Regions from separate parts of the Mus musculus genome. Here regions 1, 2, 4 and 5 are each linked to region 3. A link is a contact called in public HiChIP or PLAC-seq, Micro-C and promoter capture Hi-C data. All regions are on one chromosome and are shown on one strand. Each heading gives the region's core, a stretch centred on a gene start, on an enhancer-like site or on the middle of the called end of the contact. The rest is flanking DNA. Distances are from core to core; before and after follow the strand shown. Region 1 holds the start of Mink1 (misshapen-like kinase 1 (zebrafish)). Region 2 holds the start of Tm4sf5 (transmembrane 4 superfamily member 5). Region 3 holds the start of Rabep1 (rabaptin, RAB GTPase binding effector protein 1). Region 4 holds the start of Med11 (mediator complex subunit 11). Region 5 holds the start of Pld2 (phospholipase D2).

Region 1 (2,700 bases), core at 183-2,682, 280 kb after region 3:
AACTGTGTCACCTAGAGAAACCCAATTAACAACATGACTCTGCTCTCTTCAATTCTCTCTCCCCTCCAGTCATATCCGGGGCACTTGTGAGGTGGCTGCCTTTTCCCTGGGTAATTTACAAGCCAGAAGCCAATGTGTACAGAGACCTTCTGAGAAGGTAAGCATGAGGTGGGGAATCCTGCTCTAGCTACACCTACGCCGCCGGTTGGGAAAGCTCACCGGGCATGGAATCAAAACACCACCTGGGAGACAGTCTGGAATGGTTCACCTTGAAATTTCTATGTTGCCCTTAAGACAAAGCTGCCCGCTAGAGAACACTTACAAATGCTGAACTGAAAATTCCGGGAGGAGAGAGAGTAAGTGCCCCACGTGGAACAATAAATGGGTTATTTGAAAGCATTCCTGACACAGTTGTTTCCTCTTAACCGCTTCCCTAATGAACCCCTCCCTCCAACTCTCCTTTGCCTCCACTCCCACTAGTTCCCTCCCTACTGACCTCAGGCAGCGTGTTGTGTGTGCGTGTGTGTTTGTGTGTGTGTGTGTGTGTGCTTGTACATGTATGTAAACATCGTCTTCCGGCCCGAGTTTCCGAGGAAATCCAGGCTTCCCTTCCTCCCACTGTGCACTTGTCTGTCCTCCCAGCCCCACGCGGCTGCAGAGTTAGTAATGTAATATTCAGGGACCCCGAGACCGGAAATGCCTGGGTCTGAAAAGCTGCACTTGAAACACGAGAAAAGGGATAGGGAAAGTGAACGTGGGATGGAGACGTAGGAGGTGTGTGGGGTGGAGCGAGGAGGTGAAATCCGCCCAACTTGCAATTTAGGGGTAGGCGAGGAAGAAAACGAGGGATGAGGGGGAGGCTGAGGCAGTTGCAAAGTCAAAATTCCAGGAGCCAGAAGAGGAGGTGGAGGAAGCAGACATGAGGGCCGAGAGAGGGGGGACACAAGAAAGGCTCTGCAGGTGATGCAGGGCTGTGTTTAGGGACACCAGAGGTGACCCTCAAACGCCTATAAAGGAGGGGACTCGGATCCCAGCAGCAAGGTAGGGGTGGCACGCAAGTGTGGGGGAGGGCAGCACAGGGTGGGGACCAAACTGGCTCCCAGAATCTCCAGAGGGCGAACCCCCGGGCGGCGAGAGCTCGGGGTAAGGGCAGGGGTCGCGGGCGCGAGGCTGGGGTGGTGCTCACCCGCAGGGCAGACAGGTCGATGTCGTCCAGGCTGCGGGCGGGGGCTGGGTCGCCCATGGCCGCCGCGGGGCCACTCACGCTCCGGCTCGCTCACTCCGCTGCCGCCGTCGCCGCTTCTCCCCCATCGGGGGACTCGAGGGGCGGGCTCCACCGCGCCTGCCCCGAAGGCCGGGGAGGGGGAGGGCCAGCGGGAGGACCGACCCAGCGGCTGACAGGCGCTCTCACCCGCGCGCCTGCAACCCGAGTCGCCGGCTGCCCTGCGCACGCGCAGAGCCGACCGTGACGCGAACGCGCCGGGCGCCCCCTCCTGCGGGGCGCCGACACCTGCGCGCAGGCGCAGGAGAGCGGGCGGAGGGCGAGCGCGGACCCAGTCTCGCTAGAGCCTGGAGTGGAAGGAGCGCGACCACCCGCTGGTGCGCGTGCGCATACACCTTCCCTTCCTTTTCCCCCTTTTATTATTGTTGCCTCCTCTCCTCTAGTTCCTTCGTTGATCTTTATTTGACTCCTTTTCTTCCCTTTCCCTCTTTCGTGTGCCCAGCTGCCAATCAAACCACCTACCTCTCGATTTGCGGGGGAAGGGAGGCGGGACCCAACCCCCTCTATTACTAGGGGGGTTGTTATGGTAACTCCCCACGCGAGGGCTGCTGGCCTCTAGATAGGACGTGCTGTCCACCCACCCAATTGCCATGGTAACAGTGGAGCCGCTGAAGGAGGGGCCACTCCGTGAGAACTTGGCTGGAGAAACCACGTGGGAGGGAAGGACGGGGCTACTGTCTGCCCTTTACTCCCTTTCTAGGCTGGAGTGGGGATGTTGGGAGCAGATAGGCACTCCTACTGCACACGTCTGTATCTGCTTCTCTTAGCACAGTGTTCTGCAGGAAAGAACTATCCCTGGAGTTGCTAGTGGTAAAGCAGAAGAAACTGTATCCAATCCCTTCAAATGTTTTTCCAGCTCCTCAGATCTACTCCTGTTGGCACAGCACCTCCAGCCGGTTAGTCTCACTAGAGGATGGGTGAGGCTTTGTAACTATAGACAGACATGTTCTGCCACTGACTAATGTGTTGTCTGACCCTGAGCAAGCAAATTTGCCTCTGGGCTTTTCTTTCTCTATGAAGTTGAGGGGAGAAGGTTCTGAGTTTTCAAGAGCTCTTCCAACACTAACACTCCCTCTGAAAATGAATATAAACATTGCTTAGGTGAGCTTGAATTCTCTGGAGGCTTCTTGGCACATTTGGGTGCACATTCAAACTTGCTCCGGGTACTCTCCTGACTCATTTACCTTGCCCCTGATATGCAAGCCACAATCCCCATTTGGCCTTCCCACATGGCCTCTCTGCCTGGCACCTTCGATTAAATTCTTCATTATCCAGAAGTGATTTTTTTTTCTAAAACTTAAATCTGGCATCATTGTCCTGTTTAAAACGGTTTTCTGAACCCCACCATTCAGGAAGCTGAGGCAGGAGGATTACATTTTCTATTAGCCTGGACTATAAAATGACAGGGGGAAAAAAAA
Region 2 (2,700 bases), core at 24-2,523, 340 kb after region 3:
AAGGTGGGAAACCGTGCTAGGTCGATCTCTGTCTTTATCCCATGCTACACTGGGTTAACCAGTCAAAAGTTCCCCCAAATGGTCAGGCATGTATGTGAAAGGTTCAGGCAGGAAGACTTCAAGTTCAGACTGGGTTATAAAATGATTCCCCGCTGGCTTGATATACTATCAGGATGTTGTTTCTAAATAAACAAACAAAAAGTAAAAAAATGAAAAAGAAAGTTCTCTAAATGGAAGAGAGTTGGAAGATGGGGAAAATCTAGATAGAATATTTGTGGTTTTCTTTTCCTCACTTTTTTTTTTTTTCTTTTTCAAGTAAGGGTTTTTCTGTGTAGCCCTGAAACTTCCTCAGTAGACCAGGCTAGCCTCGGAGATTCAATTGCCTCTGTTTCTGGATTGCTGGGACCAAGGGCGTGCACTATCACACCTGGCTCTTCTCTCCCTAGTCTGCAGGAAGACTGGGACATTTACTCTAAAATACCGACAACCTGGGTCCAGAATTGTATTCTGAGCACTTAACTTAGTACAGACTGGGGATCCTAGCAGACAGGCTGAGAAGGAACAGCTATGGAAGAGAGGGAAAGCAAGCATGGAGTTGGCTGGTGGAGTGTCTAATCTGAGATATCAACCTGGGCTGCAGAGGTTGCTCTGGGCACCCACCCTTGCCCGTTATGACACTGCCCTGAAACTTCCCACACAACTAGCCTTTATCCTCATAATGAGGTGTTTTTTTGTTTTTTGTTTTTTGCATATGTTCAGTAGTAGAGGCAAGGAGAGGCACAGAGAACTTACTCCCACCTAGTAGAGAAGTCCTTCCTTTCCCACATTCCTCAGACACTCAACTCAGGACCCTATGGCTCCTCCAGGACCCTCTACAGAATGGTCACTATATGTGAGCTGATGGACAGACCCCTAATCCCCATCAGACCCTTGCCATTTCATCCAGAGCCAAACGAGTCCTTTCCCCTCTTTTCTTCTCGGTTCCATCCCTGGTCCCTTAGCTCGGTACCCAGGTCCCTGGCTAGCGCTCCAGCATTCTCACCATCAGGCCCCCTCCAATGAAGCCACCCATGAGCCAAACTTGCAAGCTGAGGTTGCCGTCCGTCCAGGTGGTCTTCCCATCAGGTACCAGCAGGAGGGCGTTGGCCACGATGCAGACCAGGGAGAGAGGGATGAGGGAGAGCCCCAGGCAGCGCGCACACTTTCCAGTACACATGTCTGAGGCTTCCAAACAGGCAGGAGCGGAGTGAACGTGAGCAGGGAAGGAAGTGCCAGGCTCCGGAGTTAAACAGGTGGGAGGCTTGGAGCAAAGGTCTGAGGAGAGGAGTGGCTGGTAGACTCGCAATGATAAGAGAGAGGCCCTGAGGAAGTGGAGGGGCTGCAGCTGGAGAGGTGAAGAGAGGGGTGTGGCAGTAGGCGCTGCGGGAGCTGATTGTACAAGGGAAGGTGACTGGGGTCAGCGTCTTCCTCCTTGGTCTGTGTACACCTTTGTACAGCCCCTCCTTGTCTACTTGAAGACTCAACTGAACCCATCACCCCTGGAAGTCTCAGTTGTTACCATCTGTGGAAAAGGTTGGCTGAAGCCACTTGCCCAGAGAGCTGTTGTAAGGATTCGATGGGTTAGAAAGCCTTGTCAATGAGGAAGTGTGGGACAGATGTACGGTGGCCCCATGATTTCTGTCCCACAGGGAGAGGTCTTTTTCTGTAAAGAAAGTAAAAAGACTACAGTGGAGTCAGGCAGGGCTCACCCCAGTAACTGAGCTATTCAGAAAAAGTGTGTTTGAGATCCACCTGGGTGTACTAGATGGTTTTGTGTGTTACATTGACACAAGTTAGAGACATCACAGAGAAAGGAGTTGAGAAAAGACCTCCATGAGATCCATTGTCTCAATTAGTGATCGTGGGGCAGGGCCCAGCTGTTGGTGGGTTGTGCCGCCTCTGGGCTGATGATCCCAGGTTCTATTTAAAAAAAAAAAAAAAAAAGCAGTGGGCAGTGGTGGCTCAGGCCTTTAATCCCAGCACTTGGAATGCAGAGGCAGGCGGATTTCTGAGTTTGAGGCCAGCCTGGTCTACAGAGTGAGTTCCAGGACATCTAGGGCTACACAGAGAAACCCTGTCTCGAAAAGCAGGCTGAGCAAGCCATGAGAAGCAAGCCAGTAAGCATCCCTGTGGCCTGTGTATAAGCTTCTGCTTCCAGGTTCCAGCCCTGCTTGAGTTTCAGTCCTGATTCCCCCAATGGTGGACTATGATCTGGAAGTGTAAGTTGAACAAACCCTTTTCTCCATGTTGAGGCCTGCTCCTTTTAACATAACTGCAGCCATTTTGTATTCAGTCTCCATTTTGCCTTTTTTTTTGTTTTTTTGTTTTTTTGTTTTTTTTTTTTCGAGACAGGGTTCTCTGTATAGCCCCGGCTGTCCTGGAACTCACTTTGTAGACCAGCCTGGCCTTGAACTCAGAGATTCACCTGCCTCTGCCTCCTGAGTGCTGGGATTAAAGGTATGTGCCACCACTGCCCAGCTCTTAAATTTTGTTTCTGCGCGCCCTTTTCTGTTTCTCAGAGTGGACTCTGTCTCTGGTGATACAGTGATGGCTATATGAGCCAAGATGGTCCCATTTTCTTTCTATTTAATTTCAGTTTTATGTGTGTGAGTATTTTGCCCACATGCATATCTGTGAAGCACTTGTGTGCCTCAGGTCTGC
Region 3 (2,700 bases), core at 183-2,682:
CCTACCGCAAGAACAAACAGAGGTTTTCACAAAAGATCATTTCAAGAGACTACTCTTGGAAAAGGCCAAGAACCTCCTGAGCCAACCACCACATCCCAACATTCTACTTACAGGTAAAGATGCTAAGCACAAAAGCCAATTAGAAAAGTACACCTGAAAGAACTTTCCCAACTAGATACAGTAAGATCTTGCCAAGGACGGAGCACATTCTTTCCAAACATAACTCCCGGTTGACGACAACAACACCTGAAACAATGTGGTCAAAACTCTGGGGCAGAGCTCAGTCGGTTTAAAGGTCATAAAGGGTTCTAATAACCATCATGGCTTATTTAGAACAAGGCCCTTTTTTTCTTCCAATATGAGCATTATTAAGACAGTCTGTCCTGCACGTCTAAGTCTTGGCTACTCAGGAAACTGAGGCAGGATAGCTCAGGAGTTTCAGGTCATCATGGTCCACAAAGTGAGACCCCATCGCTTGAACGGTAGAGACGGAATGGAGAAGACGATTGACTCCTCGATTTCGGCCCACTCGAGCACCTTTTCATCCCTAACACTCTCGAAATAATACTAAACTATCCTTTTACAGATGAACGTTGCCATCTTTATCGCCTGGCCCAAGACTTGCCCATCTTTCTCGATAAAGAGACATGAATCAAGCGCTCTTCGTTCGTCAGAAACTGAGGCCCTAAGAGACTAAGATATGAGCCCGGCCTTACCATGAAGCAACACAACCACTCAAAAGAATGCTACCCAATGCTTAGGATCACAGTTACTTTTACAAGTCCGGTGCAAAGAGCGCTGGAGCGTGGCCTGAGGAGGCGGGAGCGGAGGTGGGGCGAGAGGGCACACGGCCACTACCAAGGCGAGGGCTCGCGTTTTCTTTAAGGAATATAGCACATGCTCTCCATTTCCATCCTCCCCACCCGAGGAACCCACGTGCTGATCCCACCGCACCTTCCTCTCCGCCGGCTCCCTCCCTGCAGCCTCCCCACGCCCTTCCCCGCGGCCGCCCGCGCGCGCCTCCCTCTCCCTCCCCAGCCCGGCTGCCCCAGCACGCGTCGCCCGCGCGCCCCCGCCTCCAGTCCGTGGGTCACCCCCGGGCCCGCGCGCGTGCCCTTCCTGCCCCCAAGGGCCCCCACGACGCTGCGCCGGGCAGGCCGCGCCCGCCATGGTGGGCGCCTCACCGTCAGGCTGGGGAGCCGGGCCCGGCTGCGCCATGGCCAGTGGGCGGCCTCGGAGAACGGGGATGGGCGGGGAAGCGGCGTCCCGGGATGCCGCGGGCTCAGCTGGCGGAGGAGGCGTCGACCGAGCCGCGGCCACCGCCGCCCAGGGAGGAACCGCTAAGGCTGGAGCCGCCGGCGCCGCCACAGCCTCGGGCAGAGACGGACCGGAGCGCCGACCTCCGCCTCCTCATCCTGACAGCGGGAAATAAGCAGTGCGCAGGCGCGGGGGGATGGGACGGCACGTGACGCTGGCCTAAGGGAGGGGCGGGGCCTCAGGAGGGAGGGAGACCAGGGAGGAGGGGTCCGGGGCCTGGGAGCCAGAGGGAGGCTGATGAGAGAGCTATGGGTGTTGGAGACTGGCGGCTGCAAAGACGAAGACTGTGCAAGCTCTTGGCTCCCAGGACACAGACAAAAATATCAAGCTGAGTGAGGAGACCCTGGGTGCACGCGAACCCAGCCGCTACTTTGCCTAGTTGTGTGTCCTTGAGAAAGTCCCTTAACCTCATAACCTTGAAAAGTAGAGCGGCTAAGAAAAGTTTAAATGAGGATATAAAGTAGGAAGAATTGTTATGGCCAGAACTTGGTCTGGTCCCCAGATGTGCAAGCCAATGCACTTTTTCCATTAAGCGACTATGTTTGACTTTAACGTGATCAGCCCAGAGAAGCTGTTGGAGATACAGCCAGACGCAGTGCTTGCATTCTTGACAGGAGAAAGTGCCACCCTTCTGCCTGGGCAAGAGAGCCATACGGAGACTCCAGACTTTCCTTTCCAGCCTCATTCAGACCTTGCTGCCTTCCTAGGGCAAGGGGTCTACACAGTCTGGCACTTCAGGACCAAGTCCACCTGCCTTCCTATGAGCCCAGAATTCCCTCCCTGGGTAGCTGAAGCTGTAGTCTCTCATTTTTCTATAAGACAGGGTGTAAACGTTTCTCAACGTGCCAGAGGGCAGCTGCATTTGGAGGAGGTGGCACAGCACTTACACATTTGAGCTGCTCTGTGTGTTCACAGATCCTTCGTGGTGCAAGACAGGTGAGGAAAGAAGGAAGACAAGCAACAGACCAGGAGCCCAGCCAGGGCTTACGCTCCTCTCACCAGCTTATTCAAGTGCACATACCCCCAAAGGCCAGGGATCTATGCTAGTCTTTTTTTCTCCCTCCTGCAGTCCTGGGGATTTAACCTTAAGCATAGTAGGCAAGCACTCCACTACTCAGCTATAGCAATAGTTCTTGTTCTGTTTTTTTAATTTTGAAACACCCTCTCCCTAAATGGCCCAGGTTAGCCTTGAGTCTGCAATCCTGCTTCATCCTCCTGAGAAGCTGAGATTTCAGGGTTGGACCACTACTAGGTCCTACTTTTTCTTTTTCTTTCTTTCTTTCTTTCTTTCTTTCTTTCTTTTTCTTCTTCATTTATTCTGATTCTAAAAGTTCTAAGCTCAAGTCTGCTCCAGAGTCACTGCAGATGCCTACATTCAAACCA
Region 4 (2,700 bases), core at 53-2,552, 390 kb after region 3:
CACAGGTTCTCGCCACATCACTAATCTTGAGGCGGGCGTAGTCTACTCGCTTTAGAGCCATTTGACAGTCCTTCCTGGAAGAGTAGCTGGAGCCCTCATGCGGCTGCCCTGTGGCCACCTACAAGTCAGATCAATCAATGGGGTACTGCCTCTCTTTACCACCCACAACCGGGCAGTATTATTTCTCTGGTCTCACATCTTTCCCAAGTTTGATCTACATTAGTTGACTGGTAACTCAGTGTTCTAAGGCAACAACAACAACAACAAAAAAAAAAAAAAAAGAAAAAGCTTAACCACTGTGTGAACCTCATCTATGAAATAGGGACCACAGCGAATACTTCCTAGAGTTTTAGGATATGCCCAGCACACCACAGATGTCAGTAAACAGTAGCAGCTGGAGTAAAGACTCTGGAAGCCTCTTAGCGATGTCTGTCTTCTTAGTCCCCAAGCAAATATGGCCTCACAAGTTTCTGGGAACAACGTTCGGTAGCTTCAGTATTTATTTATTTATTTATTTTTATTTATTTATTTCAGTACCTGGGCCTCTTTATGGTAGGTAAGTGCTCTAACACAGAGCTCCAACTCTCTTTCTGACCTACTGGGTCTGAATTGCCCAGACAAGTTTTGAACTTGTGATCTTCCAGCCTCAGGCACTTAAGTAGCTCAGAATACCGGCCTGTGCCAGCTGGTATGCCTAGGGTATTGTTTATACACCCTAGACATTTTTAATCCTTTCCTTTTAGAGGACTAAACCAGCCCTGAAATGAAAGTACCTATCGCGTAAGAGGCAGTCTTACCTAGCTAAAGCTCAGGGAATCCCCAAGGCTAGGGCGTTGGTTCAGAGCTGGGGTCCCCGCCCAGCACCTTCTAGACACACCCACCTGAGTGAGGTAGCGGATTTGAGCGGATAGCTCTGCCTCCACGTGCTGCACAGAAGTGGTGAAGGCTGCCGCCTGCCGGTCGAGGAGCCGCTCGTTAGTCTTTTCCTTGGACAGTTCCAGGATCGCCGTTCCTGCCAGGGCGGGGAGAGGGCGATGTCAGACCCAGGCTTCAGACTCAGCCCCGCCCTAAGGCTAGCATTCAGGTCCCGCCCCAACTGCACGCAGAGTCCCGGGCTGGTCTTCACCCCTTGCCGTCTGCCCCTCGCTTCCCGAACCTGCGTTCTGGAGGATGGCGCCGATTTCACGCTCGATATCCTCCAGGGCGCGCAGCCGCTCGTTCGCCAGACTGTAGGTAGCCATCGTTCCAGTGGAAAGCCCCACAGGCCGTCTTTTGCGAGGTGTGGCGCCACAGCCCGGAAATGCCTGTTAATGTGCGCCTGCGCAGAGGCCACTGCAGCGAACACTACAATTCCCAGGATGCTCAGCGCGGCCTCGCCCTTCCGAGTCTACCTGGTCTAGTCTGACTGCCAGGGCGCTAATGCCAGGCCAGACAGGGGTGGAAAGAGGCGGTTATTGACTTGTTTTCTGACAGGATCTCAGTTTAGACCAAGTTGGCCTGGAACTCATAGAGATCCTCTGGTGTAATAGGTCTGTCAAAAATGAAGATAGTTTAAAGAGATACTTGTATCTCTTCAGTCTTGACTATCAGAACTTGTCTTCCAGAAAGAGATTTTACACAGTTCTAACAACTTGTCAGACCACTTTACAGGATGAGACTGAAGCCCAGATAATGAATAGTCAGTGATGGGTGTGACCACACACCTTGACTGAGGGTGGGGGTGCGGGTGGGGGTGGGGTACTTAGATGTGCACAACCTTGCTCTATTTAAACTTTGATGTTGCGTTAGCACCCTGAAGACTGACTTGAGGGGGCTTGCCGGATCTCTTTGTCACTCTTCCCAATGTGGCCACATTGGATACGTCTCCTTTTTTAACTTTCCATTTTTAATTGGCTTATTAAAGAAGGGTGGCCAGACATGACTTGGGCACTAGTCTTCCCCTCACCCCCTTCCCCACAAATTGAGTATCACTGCCTCTGCCTCCCTAAATACTGGGATTAAAGATATGAGCCACCACTGAAACAGCCCTGTGGCCCAAAGCCACTCAGACCTCTCTGATTTAGTTAACTGTCTGACTTACTGAATTTATAAGAATTTATTATTAAGCATTGGCCCTGGGCCAGGTGATGACAGTGGGAGTTCAAGTGGGTTCCTCCATACTGGGTAGTCATGGGCTCTTTGGTGGCCAACCTCTCCCAAGGAAAGCATGACATTCTCCGTGCCTAAGGCTTCTTCCTGATCCTGAGCCCAGCTCATTCTCATGTCCTGGTTCCTTCCCTCGACCTTTCTGTCTTTGATTATCAATTAGGTGTGCTAGGCTCTATGGATATAGAGATAAATGAAATGTTCTCTCACTCAATGGTGTTTGTTAGCTTATTTTATTTTATTTGGTTTTTTTGAGACAAGGTTTCTCTTTGTAGCCCTGGTTGTCTTGGAACTTGCTCTGTAGGTCAGGCTGTCCTCGAACTCACCAAGATCCGCCTGCCTCTGTCTCCTGAGTACTGGGATTAAAGGTGTGCATCACCACTGCCCACCAAGATTTATTTATTTAATTTGGTGAGTAAGGGTATTTTGTATCTGTATGTGTGTCTGTGAGTGATGTGCATGCATTGCTCATGGAGGTTAGAGAGGACATTGGATTGTTTAGAACTGGAGCTGTAGGCAGTTTTGAGGTACTGTGTGGTTGCTGGGAATTGAACA
Region 5 (2,752 bases), core at 217-2,716, 300 kb after region 3:
GAAAGAAGAAAGGCAGAAGAAAGAAAGGGTCTCTGTCCTGGGAATGGAGACAACTGGGAGGAGGGGGTTGCTAAGGACAATTCTGGGCATCCAGCCTGGCTAAAATATTGGCACAGTACTATGGAGGAGATCCAAGCAGGGAAAGTTTCCTGGGAACCAGGGACAAGGGAGGGGGCACGGCACAGAGCTGAGGAAGGAAAATGCCCAGGGGATAAGAGTCAGACAGACAGGAGTGAGTGAGGCTGCCATGGGGTGAGAAGTACCTGCCTTTCACGGGAAGCAACCGAGTTCTACTCACCGAGCCAAAGGGAGCAGACTCATCAAGACTTTGTGTCTCTGGAGGTCCCGATGCAGCTCCTGAAAGTGTCGGAACTTCTTCTTGGTTGTCCAGGTAAAGTCACCATGCGTCAAGCGAACAGAATATAGAGTACAGGTTCCCACCTGGGGATATGAAAATCTAAAATATGTCTTCTGGCCCAACCCAGGCCTCCACTTGGGCCAGGACTCCCTCTCTCGCCTTCCCTGGTATCCGCTGGTGACTGACCTTGGATCCGCTGGTGTATCTTTCGGTGCCCACCACCTGGGCTATAACAGGGACCCCAGGGGCGAACACCAAGGGGTGTGCTTTCAGAGGCTGAAGGTCATAGATGGCCAGATAGGGATGCATTCGATCAGCTGGGAGGGGAAAAAAGCAAAACAAAAACAAAACAACCCAAGGGTGTAAAGATCTCAGGAGGCCTCAGATCCCTATCTCCCCTCTCTGGGAGCCATCTCCCTCTATACCTGGATCCTCTCCTTCCCTCAGAGTGTCAACCTCATCTGGCTCCATGTGCAACTGGCTGGAGTTCAGATAGTCCCCATAGGGAAAGAGGTTCTTCTGGGTTACAGTCATCCTAGGAATATGAGGAAGCCTCAGGAAGGGACTCGCCCTACAGAAACACCCCTTCCCCATCCAACGCCCCCGGTCGGTCCTCTCCCGTCTTACTCAGTGACTCTCAACGTCTAGGGTTGTAGACCGACGCCCCTCTAACACCCACCCCTGCAACCTCCATTCCCTCCCCCAGCCTTCAACCAGAGCCTCTCAGCCCCGCTTCTCATTCCAAATTCAGGTCCAAAAAAGCACCTAGCTAAGGTGGGATGGCCTCGAACTGGGGCGAGGTTAAGTCCAAGGGAGGAGCCCTGGTGACAGCGAGGCTCGAAGTCAGGTCAGACTGGCTGGAAGCAAGGGTCCGGGCGGGAATGAGGAAGTTGCGCGCTCCCCGCCCAGGAGAGAGATCCCGAAATCTGGACGAGCGGCTGAGTCAGAAGGCCGTTGCAGCTCCAGCCCGACAGCGTCCCCGCCCGGTTCCCGGGGCTCCGGACCTCAGCCGCGCCACGTCCCGGGCCCCCGCACCCTGGATGCGGACCCCGGCGCCCGTGCGGGTTCGCAAGCAGGCAGAACTCAGCCAGGAGCCTACACCCCAGAGGGCCGGGGCGGGGCCGGGGTTCAGAGCCTGCCCTCGGGGGGCGGGAAGGCCCCCAGGGCTCACCTCCACGACTGTCGCGTCGACTGGGTCCCGCCCCCGCCGTCCTCTGCCCGCCCTGCGTTAGAGACGCCCGGGCCCGGGCCGCCCACTCCGGAGGCCGCCCACTCCCCAGGGCTGTCTTCTTCCTCCAGCTGCCCTCGGGGCACCTGCTGGCTATGTCCAGCACCCCCCAGTGTGCGATCCACGTAGTGCACATTCCTCTACTGCGCGCGCGCGCGCGCGCGGCCATTGGGTAGTCTGGTCCCCAGCACTGCCTGGAATCCGGGCAGAACGGCCTGGGTTGCGAGGACCTGCAGATGTCCCCTTGGTGGGCCCGGTACAGATAGCCTTTGTTGATGGAAGGTAATAAGAGCATAAAAAGCCGAGTGACTGCCAAGTTCGTTGCTGTATGAGAAATCGCATTCTTCATTCTTGAAACGCTCTTTTAACGCAGGAGTGATTAGCCCGACACTGAGCGACAATAACAGACCAATTTCGGAACCTGGAACCTAATCGCCTGTAAATTTCAGTCTGGAAAAAACTTTTTTTCCCCAGATCCTAAAGGCTGTCCTTTTTTTCCCTTCCAAATTTCCGCTGAATCATCATTTGAATTGTTTTAGGTTTTGTTCACTGGAAATGAACCTCCAATAAACATTTATGTGCCAGTCATTTTTGTGGACTTATTATTTTAATTCCTCTTCTGTAAACAACTAGAGTGGAACTACTGGGTCATATAAGTGTATGTTTAACTTACTGTTTGCTGTCGAGGTCTGGGCTTGGCAGTTTGTAGCTCAGCAGCACAGAGAATTGGAGAGAGTATTGTGAAGCTTGGGCATTGAGACCAGCTGAGGCTACACAGCAAAACACTGCTGAAAAAACAAACCCCGGGGCTGGAGAGATGGCTCTGTGCATGAGCTGAGGACCTGAGTCTGATTCCTAGCACCCACATGGCTGCTCACCAAGCAGTCCCCAGGGGATCTGATGTTCTCTTCTTGCCTCTGTGGCCACTGCACACACAAAACATTTATACACACAAAGCCAAAATAGAGAAAACAATTAAATACAAAAACTTTCCAAAATGGCTCTTCTATTTTATATTTCTAAAAACCAGTGTATGGTACTTCTGTTGTAGCTGCTCCATAGCACGGTGCACATTCAATTCCATAGATCCTTCCTGTTATCCATTAGAGTGGTCTGAAAGGTTTACCACTGCAGTCTTAATTGTACATCTCTGAATATTAACAGCG

Evidence for each region. Hi-C and Micro-C count contacts between places; a contact is called where the count stands out from the background. HiChIP or PLAC-seq counts read pairs in DNA pulled down with a chosen protein or histone mark. Capture Hi-C pulls out chosen DNA fragments and counts their contacts.
Region 1: a contact with region 3 is called in a Micro-C map of embryonic stem cells, with 2.2 times the contacts expected there. The contact joins the promoter of Mink1 here to the promoter of Rabep1 in region 3. A contact is called at or near these places in 4 of 39 promoter capture datasets (cranial neural crest, embryonic stem cells and neutrophils), 2 of 484 Hi-C or Micro-C datasets (cortical neurons and embryonic stem cells), 2 of 115 datasets of contacts at active chromatin or transcription factors (bone marrow-derived macrophages and pancreatic cancer cells) and 2 of 9 other capture datasets (adipose tissue and liver).
Region 2: a contact with region 3 is called in a promoter capture Hi-C map of liver. The contact joins the promoter of Tm4sf5 here to the promoter of Rabep1 in region 3. A contact is called at or near these places in 13 of 39 promoter capture datasets (the 3T3-L1 cell line, 3T3-L1-derived adipocytes, cranial neural crest and 8 more) and 2 of 9 other capture datasets (adipose tissue and liver).
Region 4: a promoter capture Hi-C map of adipose tissue shows a contact between it and region 3. The contact joins the promoter of Med11 here to the promoter of Rabep1 in region 3. A contact is called at or near these places in 9 of 39 promoter capture datasets (3T3-L1-derived adipocytes, cranial neural crest, embryonic stem cells and 6 more), 1 of 484 Hi-C or Micro-C datasets (embryonic stem cells), 3 of 115 datasets of contacts at active chromatin or transcription factors (bone marrow-derived macrophages, pancreatic cancer cells and stem cell-derived neural progenitor cells) and 3 of 9 other capture datasets (adipose tissue, liver and pancreatic islet).
Region 5: an H3K4me3 HiChIP or PLAC-seq map of embryonic stem cells shows a contact between it and region 3, with 22 read pairs. The contact joins the promoter of Pld2 here to the promoter of Rabep1 in region 3. A contact is called at or near these places in 16 of 39 promoter capture datasets (the 3T3-L1 cell line, the C10 cell line, the HPC-7 cell line and 11 more), 2 of 115 datasets of contacts at active chromatin or transcription factors (bone marrow-derived macrophages and embryonic stem cells) and 1 of 9 other capture datasets (liver).

The regions. Positions count from the first base shown.
Region 1 is chr11:70,561,613-70,564,312 of GRCm38.p6, reverse strand. Mink1 (misshapen-like kinase 1 (zebrafish)) reads right to left here and starts at 1,432. Exons shown (of 33, transcript NM_001045964.1): 1 at 1,187-1,432. The coding sequence starts at 1,243.
Region 2 is chr11:70,503,847-70,506,546 of GRCm38.p6, reverse strand. Tm4sf5 (transmembrane 4 superfamily member 5) reads right to left here and starts at 1,273. Exons shown (of 5, transcript NM_029360.3): 1 at 1,043-1,273. The coding sequence starts at 1,216.
Region 3 is chr11:70,843,493-70,846,192 of GRCm38.p6, reverse strand. Rabep1 (rabaptin, RAB GTPase binding effector protein 1) reads right to left here and starts at 1,432. Exons shown (of 18, transcript NM_019400.3): 1 at 1,185-1,432. The coding sequence starts at 1,218.
Region 4 is chr11:70,450,520-70,453,219 of GRCm38.p6, reverse strand. Med11 (mediator complex subunit 11) reads right to left here and starts at 1,302. Exons shown (of 3, transcript NM_025397.3): 1 at 1,157-1,302; 2 at 882-1,012; 3 at 1-118. The coding sequence starts at 1,241.
Region 5 is chr11:70,538,986-70,541,737 of GRCm38.p6, reverse strand. Pld2 (phospholipase D2) reads right to left here and starts at 1,466. Exons shown (of 25, transcript NM_008876.3): 1 at 1,124-1,466; 2 at 784-893; 3 at 545-675; 4 at 299-441. The coding sequence starts at 892.